Linked DNA regions of Zea mays: region 1 is linked to region 2. A link is a contact called in public Hi-C data. All regions are on one chromosome and are shown on one strand. Each heading gives the region's core, a stretch centred on a gene start, on an enhancer-like site or on the middle of the called end of the contact. The rest is flanking DNA. Distances are from core to core; before and after follow the strand shown.

Region 1 (4,694 bases), core at 228-2,727, 71 kb before region 2:
TAGATTAATTCTTACTGTCTTCAGTTCATCCTCCAATATGTAGGGAACAAGAACTGCCTCTACTTCTACGGGATCTGTTGTACCAGACCAACACTCAAGTGCCGAGTCAACAGCCTCCGGAGAATAAGGCTTTTCACTCTGAATCCAGAAATTGCTGTTACTAACAGAGACTCCAGGAGATTGTTTTGCAGCATTGTACAATAATGACAAGACCAATAGAGGATCAAATTCTGCCCTATGGTCGATCAATTTACACAATGTATTGACCTTCACATCACATGCAGCAATAGCCGACAAAGGTAACCTCCCAATGAGGTCTCCAGTTCTCCGGAGAGACACACACAAATGGCCAATAAGAGGATGGGTAGATGACAGAAAGTTCTGAAATGAAGTACGGTGGTATGGTGATGTTAGAAGAGGTAACTGGATTTTTTAATTATTTTGTAATTTTAAAAGTGCAACGAAGCTCAAATATGACATGAATAGCATGCTTTTTGACATGGTTTTTAAAGCGGTAAGGCGGTCCAAGGCGTTGGAGCACCGCCTGGACGCCTAGGCGGCGCCTAGGCGAGGTAGGCGGGCAAGGCGCCTAGGCGTTAGACCACCGCCCGGACGTCTAGGCGACGCCTTAAGAACAGAGTTTTTGAGTGACCAACAAAATGGTTCATGCTTTGTGAATTGTACTACCAATAATCTTACACAGGTATTGACATTGCAGGGAACCAAATTAGATTATATTACAGCTACAAAATATTATCATAAGAAAATGCCAAAATAAAAATGGAACCTTATGTTTGATCAGTCTTTGGTGCTTATTAAAAGTTGTCAGTTACAGTGCTATAGGGTCCTCGTTCTTAAGTTTTGAGGAAAGACTCACAAGAGTTAAATGCATTATAAATGAATTACTGTCTAAACAAAGAAAGAAAGAAGAAATGAATGAACTCGTGACCTGGGAGCCGATGAGACCGCGCCGCGGTGCAGGAAGAGGGTGAAGCGGCTGGTGAGGTTGAAGCTGCCCGTGAGCCACCTCCCGGGGGGCACGTCAAGCCTGGCCCCTCCCCCACCGGCGGCCCTCGCGCCCAGCTCCGCGACGGCGCGCCGGAACGCCGCGGTGTTGGGCATGGCGCCGTCGCCCACGGCCCCGAACTCCTCGACGGACGCCCATACCTCGCGCGCTTGCCCCGCGCCCGCGTAGAACCCCGTGCAGCTGTCTCCGGGATCGAGGGGGCGAGAGCGAGGGGCAATCGGGAGGGCTACAGATCATCTAGAACACCGACTCGTCCTTCACCTCTCCGAGATCCGGCGCTAGGAAATGCTCCAGATCTACACCGTCTTGGTACGACACGACGGAGGAGGACAAGAGCTCGCTGGGGATGGTGGGGATCTGGACGTACGCGACCTCTGCGGGGCTGGGGCGAGCGCCGATGCGTGATTGCCGTGGCGCTCGCGTCCACCTCTGCCACCGCGCCCCGGCCATGGCGCTCGTGTCCACCTCCGCCACCGCGCCCGCTGCTGTGCTCAAGACCCCGTTCCTCGGCGCCAGGCGCGCGCTCGCCAATGCCGCCGCGCCCAAGCCCGCGCCGCGCGCTCCTCGCCGTCGCCGCGGCCGCCGCCAAGAAGTTGTGGATCCGCCGAGTTCATCAACCCGCCCTGGCTCGACGGATCGTAAGTCTTTGCAGAGACGAGGAGGGGGGGGGGGTGGAGCTCGAAGCTGACCGTGACGCCGCCGCGCCCGCTGCTGTGCTCAAGACCCCGTTCCTCGGCGCCAGGCGCGCGCTCGCCAATGCCGCCGCGCCCAAGCCCGCGCCGCGCGCTCCTCGCCGTCGCCGCGGCCGCCGCCAAGAAGTTGTGGATCCGCCGAGTTCATCAACCCGCCCTGGCTCGACGGATCGTAAGTCTTTGCAGAGACGAGGAGGGGGGGTGGAGCTCGAAGCTGACCGTGACGCCGCCGCCGCGACTTTGCAGGCTCCCTGGCGACTTCGGGTTCGATCCGCTGGGGCTGGGCAAGGACCCGGCGTTCCTCAAGTGGTACCGGGAGGCGGAGCTGATCCACGGGCGGTCGGCGATGGCCGCCGTGCTGGGCATCTTCATGGGCCAGCCGCGATTTGGGGACTGCGGACGCGCGGTAATGGGGAGAGGAGGAGAAGGAGGTGGCTTAGGGGCTGCGGACGCGTGGACCTTCCATTGATGCGGATGCGCGATTTGGGGGCGCAGGGCGCGGACCTTCCATCTGCGCGTCCGAGGAGGCGCCGGCGATGGCAGGCGGGGCAGCGCGTGGAGAAGAAAGCGCGGCGTGGAGAAAGGCAGAAAGCGCGGGGACGCGGTTTTGGCAAAACCGTGCACCATCTGCATCTGTGTACGTCTACACTACACACTTATGTAGTAGTAGAGATTTAGTATATTCTTACTATTTTTAGTCTCTAGAAACCAAACATTTTAGGGACTAAACTTTAGTCCCCTAACTAAACTTTAGTCCCTAGACTAAAGAAAACCAAATATGGCCTGAGTAGGGCGACAACTAGTGCTGTGAGCTCTGCGCTTTGGCTTTCAGCGCTTGAATAACCGCCAGAGGTCGTGGTCACTAAAGGCCAAGCGATTTTCGCAGCCGCAACCGTAGGAATTGGGACTGGGACACCGATCCCGACGGGGCCAATGCGAGCCTCATGGCCGAGTTGTGTTCGTTTCGTTATTGTCGGGAGCTCAGCTCAGTCGTGATTAGGTCAGACGAGATGCAAATGAAACTGTTCGTCACTGCTGAATGAATGGACAAGCAAGCAAGTAGGCAAGTAGGTGGTACCTTCTGTTGACGTTTCAGAGGAAAGGCAGTAGCTTTAACCATGGATGGGCCGGGCACTGATAGCAGCACCCTGGGACATAACCTGAAACCACAAACGTACCCTAGATTTGATTCCCCTCTATTATCGCTGTTTCACTATATATTTAATACTGCCACTTGAATGTGACGAAGGAAATGTTTCCCCATGGCATCAAGGAGGGGCGCGCGGCACTCTCTTGCTTGTACAAGGATTCATCTGCAATGGTGTAAAAGGTGACTTTTTACAACTACTATCATGGACGCGGAAGTTTACCTGCAGGTAGCAAGAAAGAAAGACGAGCAGCCTGCAGCCAATCCCTACTGAAAAGCTATCGAGTTATGGTGTGCTGGAGCAAAGTACAGGCGTTGCGATTTACACTTTTTGGTGAATGCAACGGGGGACAAGCGGATGAACAGTTGAAGCTGCAAACAGTGGCAGGGACCAGGGAGTGTCTAGGGACTACTAACTCAAGGAATGATACCTATCTACCAGGGAGGGTACATGCACGCAAATGCATTCACCCATGGCAGCATCAGCTTGGGCAGGTCAGCTTTTCCCCTCTCTCTCTTTCTCTCCGGGCCGCCGTGCCGTGACCGTGATTATTCCATTCCATTCCATGTCCATCCGGGTCGTCCTCTTCCTCTCCAGCCTTTTGCTCCTGGGCCGGCCAATGATGACGACCTTGATGACACGATGTGAAGAGAGCATGAGATGCAATGCAATCCTATCTATGGTTATCTTATCATGCGGCTGGGCTGACTGGCTGCACAGCCTTGTGACTGTAGGACCACGACATTTGGGCAATGGGCTTTTCTGCATCTATACACAAGGCAGGCATCACGCATCGAATTGAATTCTCTCTCTCTCAGCTCTGGGAGGGAGCCACAAGCGTGCGTACGTATGTGCCTTTATTTGCTTGGCAGCGGGAGAAGTGAGGTTTAAGACAAAATCATGGTACGGCGGGCAGCCTGTACCGCTGCGAATCTGCGAGGTGCTGCACGAACGATGCGATCCTTTTATTACACGGCTCCTGAAACCACATCGATCACACACATGGCTTACTGCATGCCGGAGGTTCTGTACCATCGTCGAATCTCAATGTACACCGCTACGTGTGTACATGTCTAAACAGTCCTGATCGGAAAAGCCCGTGGCAGTTTTCACGCGTCATGAGCTAGCACGGCCTAGCGCCCTTGCGGCCCACCGGCCGGGCTCGTGCCCGGCCTGGCCCAATCACCGTGCCGCCGTGTCTTAATCGTAGATGTACCGAGACACAGAACTATGGGCCTGTTTGGTTCAGTTTTTTTCTGACCAGCTTTTCTGAGAATCTGTCTGTGGAGAGAATCTGGGTGTGGAGAGAATCTGATTATCATTACGATTACATGTGGAGGAAGATAAAGTTGTTCATAGGGCTCAGGATCTAGAAAGCGACGGATTCCTACTATTACAATGACTCAACCGATTATGTGTTTATGTTGATTTTGGATGGTTTTTGCCCCAACGAATTTTATAGAAGTTAGCTGAAGCTGAGCGTTTGTCAGTCCGCACCAGCTTTTGGTGGCCAGAAGCTGCCAGAAGCCGAAACAAACAGGGCCTATGTCTAGCACAGTCTATTTTTTTCATTTTTTCATACAATAATATCTATATTATGATTGATTATCAAGTATAAAATATAAAAACATGTAGATTTTGTTGGATAGGTGCATGTAAATGTTTGTTTGGAGTCAGCGATGATGGTTCCAACCTTCACTTATACATATTTTTAGCTTGTATTTGCCATCTAAGCATCATGGGCTGTCATGGGACCATCACACCATGGACTAGTACTACTTGATTATTAGTCTGCCCTTCTGTGCCTGGGCCTCGCTCGTGGCCTGT
Region 2 (4,799 bases), core at 1,903-4,402:
TGTTCTTTCGAGCTCTTGCACTTGGATTGCTTTCTTCTTTCTTGATTCTTTCATTGCGATCAAACTCACTTGTAATTGAGGCAAGAGACACCAAACTTGTGGTGGTCCTTGTGGGAACTTTGTGTTCCAAGTGATTGAGAAGAGAAAGCTCACTCGATCCGTGGGATCGCTTGAGAGAGGGAAGGGTTGAAAGAGACCCGGCCTTTGTGGCCTCCTCAACGGGGAGTAGGTTTGCAAGAACCGAACCTCGGTAAAACAAATCCGCGTGTCACACTCTCCATTTACTTGCGATTTGTTTTCCACCCTCTCTCGCGGACTCGTTTCTTTATTACTAACGCTAACCCGGCTTGTAGTTGTGTTTATATTTGTAAATTTCAGTTTCGCCCTATTCACCCCCCCTCTAGGCGACTATCAGCACCTCCTGTTGACGTGGCCGGTCTGCGCCCTAGGTTGGACGATGTGGAAGCTCCTCCGAAGCCGAGGTCGAGTCTGTCTTCCGTAGCCGAGGTCGAGTCCGAGCCCCTGGGTCGGGCGAGGCGGAGGCCGCCGGCTGAGGCCAGGGCAGAGTCCGAGCCCTGGGGTCGGGCGGAGCGGAGTTCGCCGTCTTCTGGGGCTGAGCCCAAGTCCGAGCCCTGGGTCGGGCGGAGCGGAGTTCGCCGTCTTTCGGGACTTAGCCCGAGTCCGAGCCCTGGGTCGGGCGGAGCGGAGTTCGCCGTCTTTCGGGGCTTAGCCTGAGTCCGAGCCCTGGGTCGGGCAGAGCGGAGCTTCCTATGGTGCCTTCGGCCGGGCCTGACTGCCTGTCAGTCTCACTATGTCAAGTGGCACCGCAGTCGGAGTGGCGCAGGCGGCGCTGTCCTTCTGTCAGGCCGGTCAGTGGAGCGGCGAAGTGACGGCGGTCACTTCGGCTCTGCCGGCTGGAGGGCGCGCGTCAGGATAAAGGTGTCAGGCCACCTTTGCATTAAATGCCCCTGCGATTTGGTCGGTCGGTGCGGCGATTTGGTCAGGGTTGCTTCTTGGCGAAGACAGGGCCTCGGGCGAGCCGGAAATATGTTCGCCGCTGGAGGGGGGCTTCGGGCGAGACGGAAATCCTCCGGGGTCGGCTGCCCTTGTCCGAGGCTAGGCTCGGGCGAGGCGTGATCGAGTTCCTCGAATGGACTGATCCCTGACTTAATCGCACCCATCAGGCCTTTGCAGCTTTGTGCTGATGGGGGTTACCAGCTGAGAATTAGGAGCCTTAAGGGTACCCCTAATTATGGTCCCCGATAATTTGGTACTCGGCAAAGAGTCAAATTACGGTAGTGAATGGTTTATAACTATGTTATTATATTTCCCTTGATATATATTATTAAATTACGGATAAGTTAGTGGCGTCGGCTTTAGAACTATGAGAGGTGCTATTCCTTTCAATTATATATATCTACTTCACTTATACATCTGGTTACAAACGAGCGATATGTTTAACCATTAGCTAAACATATCGATGGTTAACATAAACATTCTATGTACATATACTAACAACTAAATAGCTAGCTAACTATATACACTAACAACTAAATAGGTATCTAACTATATCCTTAGTAATAAAATAATACTAAACTACTAACTAAATATAAAAACACTAAGATAATACAATACTAAGTACTAAACTAAATTAATAGTAACTAACCACTAGTTACTAACTAACCATTAACTAAACACTAAGACAATACGCCACTAGTTACTAACTAACCACTAGCTACTAACTAACTACTAACGAACTAGCTACTAACTCACCGGGCGGTGTGACGGTCGAGATAGGGCGGTGCGTCGGGCCGGTGAGGCGGGCGGCCGAGGTGTGGGGCCGCGGCCAGGCGGCGCGTCGGGCTGGGGAGGGCGGCGACGTCGAAAGGGGCGGTCGGGCAGTGAGAGAGGGGAAAGGAAAGAATGGAGAAAGGAAAGGGCAGAAGCACTTAAATCTTAGCTCAGCACCAAGATTGTGGTGCCAGACTAGGGTGCCACGTCGGCGCCACGACAGCCCTCGCCGACGCTGCCACGTCACGCTTCGGTGCCATAGTCTATGGCGCCGAGCTATGTTTCATCGACGCCACGACCTATGACGTCGAGCAAAAAGTCCAAAACAGAAAATAATTCGGTCAGGGGTCTAAACGTCAATCAATTTATTTTGAAAAAAGGACTAAAATAAAAAAATCGGTTATATTCGCAATAAATATGTGTGGCTACTCGCTAGTAATAGTCACGACCATCAGGTGGTGATTATTGAACCGCTCGATTTCTTAAAAGCAAGGATCATTTTAATTTGGTGACGGAGAGAATAGCAAAAGAAGATGTCTCGAACGCTGCTACGCGTGTTGTTGTCGTGGTATACTGTGCGTAGCGATGAACTGGATTCGGGAATTGAGTAGGTAGCAGGTAAAGGCTGGCCCAACAAGGCCCGCACCGTTTGTTTCCTTTCCTTGGTTATCATGGATGGACAGGTCCAGCCCAACGCGGCGGCCTAGGAGTACTAATGGGCCGACAGCGAAAATCAATGAAATGGCTCTGCTGTCTATTGCTGCTCCAGCCAGCGTCTTTTTTTTTCCACAAAAAGAAATCTCTCATCAACGGATTCTTTTTTTGTTAGATAAGAAAAAGAAAAGGTCTGGTCAACGTACGACAGGCAGCAGATACGTTGCTTGCTTTTTTGTTGCTGATAATGCTTTGCGTGACAGCAAGATATGAGGAAAAAAACGGATGGCATGTGATGTTACTTATCTAGTAGTCACTTATTTCCTTCGTGGCTAAGGCGGGCGTTATTTAGCACTCACTAACTAGTAGTATCTGGTGAAGATAATAATACATACATACATACATACCCACCCTTATAGTATATACGAATGTGCAACGGCAACGCAAACTTAAATAGAACTGAGCATAATAAATGATCTATCTATAGATTTGGTGTTTATTATCATCGACCCAATCCCATGGATCCGGAATAAGACAAGGCTAGGCAGTTGGGCGTGCGCACGAGGAGGCTGTCCCGCCGAGAGGACGCCGCGCCGTAGGAACTCGCGTGCGCCACCGCCAGCCGCCCGGCCCGGAGCGAGGAGGAGGAGATCTGCAACGCTTCGCTGTGGCAACGTCGATATGGACACATCGCAGCTGCTTTATTCCCCGCGCCTTTTCCCTGCCAATTCCAAAGCGGCCCATGTCATGATGCGCTGTCACCGCCACCGTCCACTCGGCTCGCTGTCAGGATGGCCTGCTTCGGATCCGCGGCAGGGCCGTGTTTTCGACTGATAGCTACCTTCTGTACATAGATTCCAAAGCTTATGACGAAAGATTTGTGGGGTGTTTGGTTTGAGGAACCACTCCATTCAAAATAAAGTGATGTACCATTGGTTCATTTCTCAAATTTGGTAGGATAACTTTATTGCACATATTCGTATTAATTAACTAACTATGAGGAATAAAGTGGTGATATATCAACTTATTCCATTCCACAAAACCAAACAAAAAAAGTTAGGAGTGAGAAGATGATCGACTAGCTCATTACTCAAACCAAATACCCATTAGAGTATGACGAGGCGGCCTATTAATAATTACTCAATATTGTTTTTAGACAACAAACTAGCTAATCTATACTACCTATTAAGGCTCTAAGGGGTAGGCTGCCTCCCCTGGTTCTGCCTTCAGCCAATCTGCACCGTCCACTCGCTTCCGTAAATCTACACCGTTCATCCGCCCACCCCACGTTCGTCCCCCCGCCTCCCACTCCCCCACCCCGCGTGAGCCGCCGCCTCCCTGCCTCCCCTCCAGTCCGCCGCTCTCCCGCGGATCGTTCACCTCCACTCCATTCCGAGAATCTCATCAGCACGCTCTCCGGCGCGGCGGCGGCCCTTCCTCTGAGACCAGTAGCTCGCCGCCGGAGTCATCCCCTTCCCCAATCCCCGCGTCGCGTCTCGCCGTCTCCCATCAATGCTGCACCTTCACCGTGCCCCGCCCGCATCTACCCGTGTCGCCAGAGCTCCCTCCCCCACCCCCCATGGCGCTCGCCGCGACAGGCGCCCCCCGCGCAGACATCGTGAGCGGGTCGCCCAACAAAGCCCTGCCGCCCTCACCCGCCTCGAACCCTAAAACTCCTCAACCGCCAACGCTGTCGTGCTCTACTTCCGGCGAGACGACCTGCCTCGGCACCCCCGCCCCTCCTCCCCGGATCCGGTGCCCCTGCTCGTCGTGCGGTCTCCACCCCCGACAGGCACCAGGCGTTGCTCCACCCCGAGGAGCAAAGAGAGAAGAGGAGCAAAGAGAGAAGTTCGAATGGAGAAGAGGAGGGGCCGCCTCCCCCGAGCGGCCATCGCCACCCCAACACCTACGACAGCCGCCTCCCCCACCCCGCTCGAGAGGTCCGTGCCCGTTGGGCAGTTGGACGAGGATGGGTACGACATCCATGTCGATAAGGGGGTCATGCGGATCCGCGACGAACGCCGACGCCTCCATGCTCGAGTGCGTCGCTCCCCCAACCGGCTCTACTCGATCCGACTCGACATCACGCACCCTGTGTGCCTTACTGCTCGGCGCGTGGACACGGCGTGGCGGTGGCATGAGCGCTTCGGGCATATCACACTCCATCGCTCCTCATGGTGATGCCGCCGAGGGAACCGCAACGACTACAACGAAGCCGTCCGCGATGCCGTCAGTGGTTGCCCACATAGGGGCATGCTCCACCATGCGCGCACCTTGCCCTGCACACCGGCGGACACACCCTGCGGCTGCCCACACAAGGGTGAGTCCGTCGCTGCTCATACACGCGACGAATG

What was found. Hi-C and Micro-C count contacts between places; a contact is called where the count stands out from the background.
Region 1: a contact with region 2 is called in a Hi-C map of ear, with 4 times the contacts expected there. The contact joins the promoter of LOC103637342 here to the enhancer-like site in region 2. A contact is called at or near these places in 3 of 25 Hi-C or Micro-C datasets (ear, leaf and tassel).

The regions. Positions count from the first base shown.
Region 1 is chr8:142,845,361-142,850,054 of Zm-B73-REFERENCE-NAM-5.0, reverse strand. It overlaps LOC103637342 (small RNA 2'-O-methyltransferase), which reads right to left and starts at 1,477. Exons shown (of 5, transcript XM_020543151.1): 1 at 1,278-1,477; 2 at 967-1,207; 3 at 1-423. The coding sequence starts at 1,477.
Region 2 is chr8:142,776,119-142,780,917 of Zm-B73-REFERENCE-NAM-5.0, reverse strand. No RefSeq gene overlaps it. Among protein-coding and RNA genes, the nearest start is that of LOC103636024, 6.9 kb to the right of the region's middle. Within about 2 kb of position 3,152, at least 18 of the 20 cell types and tissues checked have an H3K27ac peak or open chromatin away from gene starts, as enhancers often do. A contact at or near this core is called in ear, leaf and tassel, where this site is marked.